2 separate regions of the Pan troglodytes genome follow, and region 2 is linked to region 1. The links are chromatin contacts, called in public Hi-C maps. All regions are on one chromosome and are shown on one strand. Each heading gives the region's core, a stretch centred on a gene start, on an enhancer-like site or on the middle of the called end of the contact. The rest is flanking DNA. Distances are from core to core; before and after follow the strand shown. Region 1 has its middle 120 kb from the start of CDH11. Region 2 overlaps LOC129137353 (a long non-coding RNA gene).

Evidence for each region. Hi-C and Micro-C count contacts between places; a contact is called where the count stands out from the background.
Region 2: a contact with region 1 is called in a Hi-C map of stem cell-derived neural progenitor cells, with 6 times the contacts expected there. The contact joins two enhancer-like sites. A contact is called at or near these places in 1 of 7 Hi-C or Micro-C datasets (stem cell-derived neural progenitor cells) and 1 of 1 datasets of contacts at active chromatin or transcription factors (stem cell-derived excitatory neurons).

Annotation. Positions count from the first base shown.
Region 1 is chr18:63,151,898-63,155,024 of NHGRI_mPanTro3-v2.0_pri, reverse strand. No RefSeq gene overlaps it. Among named protein-coding and RNA genes, the nearest start is that of CDH11, 120 kb to the right of the region's middle. Within about 2 kb of position 1,589, at least 12 of the 24 cell types and tissues checked have an H3K27ac peak or open chromatin away from gene starts, as enhancers often do. A contact at or near this core is called in stem cell-derived neural progenitor cells, where this site is marked.
Region 2 is chr18:63,583,094-63,586,015 of NHGRI_mPanTro3-v2.0_pri, reverse strand. The region is part of intron 3 of LOC129137353 (a long non-coding RNA gene); the gene reads left to right. Among named protein-coding and RNA genes, the nearest start is that of CDH11, 550 kb to the right of the region's middle. Within about 2 kb of position 1,630, at least 6 of the 24 cell types and tissues checked have an H3K27ac peak or open chromatin away from gene starts, as enhancers often do. A contact at or near this core is called in stem cell-derived neural progenitor cells, where this site is marked.

The sequences.
Region 1 (3,127 bases), core at 340-2,839:
GTGTGCGGGTCCCCACGCCGTTCCCGGTACCGCGAGCGCCCCGCCCAGTCCTTGGCGTGATTCCTAAGCCCCGGCCCTGCCAGCCCTTTCTCCCGGCGACTCGGGGAGGGAGGGCAGGAAGCAGGCCCGGGGAACCCTCACGGTAGCGAGTCCTCAGTGAGGGGAACAGCGGAGGAAGGAGCTAGGACTCCGGCGCTGCGCCCCATTAGGCCCTTTCTCCCGTAGAAACGCACACTCCACCGGGCCCTGGCGGGTCTGTAGCGAGGGGGTGGCAACAAGTGACACTACCGGCGGGGGCCACTGATACCTGGCTGGGGTAGGGGCCAAGGCACCCTCCCAAAAGCTGGAGCGAGGCCGACCCCGGCGAAGCGCTCCCCGCGCACCCCTCTCCGAGGCGTTGCGTGGGGGGCACTAGATGAGAGGAGAGCTGAGAGAGAACGGAGACTGGGCTCTTCCCAAGTCCTAAGTCTCCCTCCCCGCCCGACTTCACCACCAGAGCCACCAGAAGAGTTTGCAAGGGATGGGAGATTGAGAGGGGTGGGGGCTGGGCAGGAGCCGCCAACGTTGAGGGATTTTTGGAAGGTGGGGTGGTGGAATGAGAAAGAATAGAACGCGCTCCCGAATTCCCAATTGCTTCCCTCACTTGGACGATACCTTCCCCAACCACCATCCCGGCCCGCCAGGCAAGAGCCCAGCCTGACCAGCTGGAGCGGATTTGGGGGAAGGAGGAAAATGGGGGCTCCCAACCCCTCTCCAGCTTCCCTCCGCCGCCCTCCCTGATTGGCTGTGCGTCCCTGGAGCCCAACTTCAGTCGCTCCAGACTCCATCTGAGCCCTGAGGGAGTCGGAGCGCCGCGCCACGCGGCGGGAGGGGCGGCCACGAATCCGGGGGTTAGCATCTCTGGGCCCCTGGGGGGAGGCGCGCGGACGGGGTCGGCCCCCGCAGCCTCTGCGAGGCCCATCTCGCTGCCTCTCGCAGCCTCGGCTTCTCTCAGCCCCCGCCCTTTCCTTCCCTCACAGCGGCAGCCTCCCTCCTCCCGCCCCCCACGCCCCGCACCCGCCTGCCCGCCCGCCACCTCCCCCCGGTTTCTCATTCCTGCCACTAGCGCGCTCGGCGGCTCATTCCGCGGCCGCCGCCAGCTGAGGGGAGCGTCGCGGGCCGAGGAGCAGATGCCGCGGGGGCCGCTCGCAGCCGCCGCTGACTTGTGAATGGGACCGGGACTGGGGCCGGGACTGACACCGCAGCGCTTACCCTGCGCCAGGGACTGGCGGCTCGGAGTTTGCGTCCACCCTCAAGGGCCCCAGGTGAGGTGCGCCGCCAGTCCCTTCCTCTCGCCTGGTTGGGGCTTCTTGGAGTGGGGGGCAGGATTTTCTCAGGAAGAGAATGTCTTGGCGGGGCGGGGTGGTGGGGGGGACGGTGGTATCTGAGTCGAGAAGGCTTCACTAACGCAAAGCAAAAGGGAGGGAGAGATTTGTTTAAAAATCAGAAAGGGAGAAGGGAGCCAGCTGTGGGCGCGGGCAAAGCAGGGGACGGAGGCTTCAGATGTGCGCTCCACGACTCTCCCTGGCTCCGGCCTCCTCTGGGGTCTGCGCCGAGGCCACAGCAGAGGGGGTTTGTACCTGGCTGGGGCAAGAGACTGCAGAGCAGACCTCCGGACACGCCGACTGTCCCCGGTCATATCTCTGGGGAAAGTCGCCCACGGCGCGGTGCCCGCCAGCCCTGCGCCGCTTCCCCAAAGCGGCGACATGACCGCGCTCTGCGGGGTTCTTACTCCATCCTCCCGGATCCCTGCCGAAAGCTCCCCGGGGCTTAGTCCCTGCAGTCGAGACTGCCGGGTAAGCCCGGGAAAACGGAAAGACCCCAGCTCCGGAAGGAGATTGCCCGCACTTTAATAGCGTGGGTTTGGGGCCGCCGACTGTGGTTCTGGGGCAGCAGGCTGCGGTGCGCTACAGCCCTCCAGCCCGAGTCTCTGCGGGAGCTCTGGCGCCCGTTTGTAAGCTCCCACCAGCGCAGGAGTAGGTCCATGAGCGGCCCAGACTCGGGCTCGCCTCTGGCTTGGGATTGGCGAAAGCTGCCAGGGTCAACGTTAACTTTGAGAACCAAACCTTCCCGAAACCTGCGCCGCTCCTCGGAGCGCGCCAAGCCTCTCTAGCCCCCGGCACGCACGGCCTCCCTCCCTGCGCTCTGCCCCGGAACGCGAGCCGGGAGGTGGGAAGCACTGAGAAGCCGGCCGGATGGGGAGGACGGCGAGGAGAGCTCCCTTCTCCCCCCTCCCCAACCTGGAGGAACTGTAGGAGGGCCCGCCTCACGCTGTGAAGCGGAGTCCCCAGAGAAAGTGGGGTTGGGGGAGGCTTGCGGGTCCGGCTTCCTTGTCCGTTTTTTTGCCGAGGCCCTGCTTTCGCCCGGGGCTCCCCGCGCCTGCCTCTCCCGGGTGAAAGGTTTTCTAGGTGCTAGAAGAAGCCCTGTTGCTTTTGCTGATAATGCAGTAGGAATTTCATGGGCCATCACACTGCTATTAAGAAATCGCATCTTTTAATTATTTAATACCATCCCTGCATGACGACGGGTTATCCCTAAGGGATGGGAGTGGGGGGTTGTTCTTGAAACCCGGCTGTATGAGGGTATAGATTTCACTAAAGTCTTCCCCCTTCGTCTCCCCCTAAAGAAATCGTGCTACGATCGCTCTGAAATCTTTTCTTATTTTCTTCTTCTAATCATGGCTATCGGTTTAATATGAGGCAGTAAGTTTTCGTTTTAATCACAGGGAAGCTACCATAATTAATCTGGCTAGAGGACGGATCAATTTCCTCATCACTTGGGCTTGCAGCAGACGTCGATGGTTTTGCGGGGTGTCTGGATTTCCTGGGGATGGGGATGCAGATGTGTTCTCAGGAGCGAGGATCCTGTAGCATCTCATGAGCACATTTGCCAGGCTGGGCTCTGAGCGCTAGAGCCTAATATGTTGGCAGAGAAGAGAAGGACTGACCTTCTTTTCGTTAATCCTGGAATTGTTTTTCCTACAAATACGTAGGTGCAGACACCAGAACAGAAATATTAACTGCCCAACCCTAGCTGCAGGGAGCCTGGTCTTCTTCCAATAGGACAAAGGAAAAAAAGTTACAAAACA
Region 2 (2,922 bases), core at 381-2,880, 430 kb before region 1:
GAAGGGTGGAGGATTAGTTGAATGAAGGGCTGCTGTAGAAAGAGCAACACATATGTCTTCTTGGCGAATGTCTGCTTTTTTTCCAGTTATTAGAGTTAATGCCAGCACAGGAAGGGAGCAACAGGGGCCAGAGTTGTTTTTCCCCTTAGAGCAACAGGGAGAATGTATCAGAGATAAGAGTCACCCGGGTGTTTGGCTTTTGGAAATGAAAATAGAATTGCTGTATACATGTCAGCTTGATCTGGGAAGGCTGAAAATAGGGGCGGGGGTGCAGGTAGATGTAGAATGGCCTGAGTTAAACCCTAGTTAGGGAAGAAAAGACAAAAATTTGAAGATGGCGACTTTATCCCTAGCACACAGGGTCTCCCAGGCTGGAGGACATCCCCACTTGGTGTATGTCACTGGTCAGTGCTGCCCACTGTCTGAGGTCCAAGGGAGGATGATAGGGACCCCAGACTCCTGGAGGAATAGGCCTCTAGTGGGTGTGTTGGTGGGGACTGCAAGTGGGGCAGGGGACTGGGAATCTTTGAGTTAGGTGGGGGGTCATTATTCTCTCTAGTGTGTAGGAAATTCAGTTATCTGAAATGGTTTTGAGTACAATAAAATGCATGGTCCTGTATTAATCTCAATCTTTTGCCAGTTATATATTCCACAATATATAGACTTTTGTCTTGCTTTACACACTGTTGTAATACCTTCTATGATGGTAAGTTTTATGTGTCAACTTGGTTAGGCTATGGTGCCTGCTCGTTTGGTCAAATGCTAGTCTAAATTTTTCTGTGAAGGTATTTTAACAGTGTGATCGACATTTAAATCAGTAGACTTTAAGAGATGTGGGTGGGCCTCATCCAATCAGTTAAAGACTTAAAAGCAAAGACAGAAGTTCCCTGATGAATGAATTCTCAAGACTGCAAAATTAAAAACCCTGCCTAAGTTTCCATCTTGCTGCCCTGTGGAATTTGGACTCAAGACTGCAACATCCACTCTGACCTGAATGTGCTGGCCTGGCTTATAAATTTCAGACCTGCTGTCCCCTGTAGCCTCAGGAGCCAATTTTTAAAAAATTTCTTGATAGTATTGATACATAGGTAGATAGCTAGATAGATAGAATAGACATGCTTTTCTGTTTCTCTGGAGAACCCTGTCTAAAACACCTTCTTTTCAGGAAACTTGTTTTGTTTTGATGTAAAATCATGCGAGTCCAGGATGCAGTGCTGGAAGAAGCCTTAGTCCATTTGGCCAATGGTAGCAAATCTGTGGCTCAATTGGAAGAATGCCCTGGGGCAGACCAGAACAGCCCTTTTTGCTGAGTGACAGTCAGATTCTCCTGGACTTCCTTACAGCAGGAGAGACACCCCTTGCTGGTATCCCCAGCCCCCTGCAGGCAGCAGATGCTGCTGTCTCACAGGCAGCCTGGCCTTTCTCCCTGCATTGTCTGACCCACCACTCCAGCAAAAATTACGAATTCTGAGTAGAAGGAGAAGTAAGGTTCTTCCCGGTTCTGCAGTTGTAAAACTTTAACTTTGTTGAATGTTGGAATTAAAATGGCAAAACCTCTACCCCAGGCCTCTGCAGGTTGCCCCATGGCTTGGCTGTAGAAGAGAGCCTGGCGAGAGGTAATTAACCACAGATCACTAAAAGCTCAGTGGAAAGGCCTGTGTCCAGGAATTCCTTTTGCCAGAGGTCCTGGGAGCGTTTGCTGCAGAGAAACGAGTTTGCAAATAAGCACTTTTCTTTGTGAAGTCTCCTTTCCCAAGCTCTGTTAGCTCCCAGCTCTGTTTTCAGCTATGAGGGCTGTCTTTTCATCTTGAACTTTACATATTCTTCTAGCTTAGCCCAGTCACACAGAGCTCTTTGGCAAGCTACTCTCTCTCCCACTGCGAATTGTTGGGTACCAAGGCAGGGTATAAAGTTCAGAGTCGGCCAACTTTTCCCCCACAACCCTCTTACTCCGCCTCTCTTTGTGCTCAACAATGGATTTCAAAAATCTTTGGTTTTCTTTGTCATCGGAAAAGATGTTGGAGTCAAACAAAGAGGAGAGCAAAAATTCCAGACGTGCTGAGAAAATGAAAGTGTGTGTGTGTGTGTGTGTGCTGGTGCAGTCTCACTGCCACCCCCAACACCACTGGTTAGCATTGTAACCCTCAGGAATGTATATCATTTGGGGTTGGGTTAGTGGTTTGAGCAATGCTCCTTCCAACTTCCTGCTGGAAAATTTAACCTCTCTTTAGTCTTTAGAGAGGCAAAGAAACTGAACACATTTCTACTTGTTCTACCTGTAACACGTCTCTTGATTCCATTCCCAACTGCCCACTTCTATAGTTCTGGCCTTTTTTTCCTTTCCCTGGGTTGTCATAGAATGTACTGACTTTTCTTGACATCTTTTGCCACCTCCACAACCTTGTTGCCCCTGCAGCCAGAGTGACCTTTCTAAAATGTAGCTCTGACTACCTTGTTGCCTGTCACCTGTAGAAATCAAGTCTAAGTTTGTGCAGAGGCAGCCAGAGTGCTCCTGGGGCTCGGGCCCTGCTTACCCCTCCCAGCCCTCTCTGAAACAATTCTCTGAGTGTTTCTCTCCGCAATGCATGTATGTATATACATGTGTATGTATGTGTGTGTATGTATGTATGTATTTCAGCAGCTGTGTTCTCTTCTTGAAATGAGCTTCAGTTGTATAAATTCTGCCACCCTCCCTAAATTCCTCTGAGTTCTGATCTACTCTGTTTCCCCTAGAGTGAGAAGTTTATGTGGTTTTCACTGCCTTTCTCCATCCTCAGTGTATCAACTGTATTCACTTACCTTTCTGGCCAGCCTAAGAGTCCTGTGGGGTGGAAACCCTCTATCCATGATAGCTAGGCCAGCACAGTGCAGGCCATCTTGAATATCCTCAGTTAAAGCTTCTGAATTAACAAGATACATATC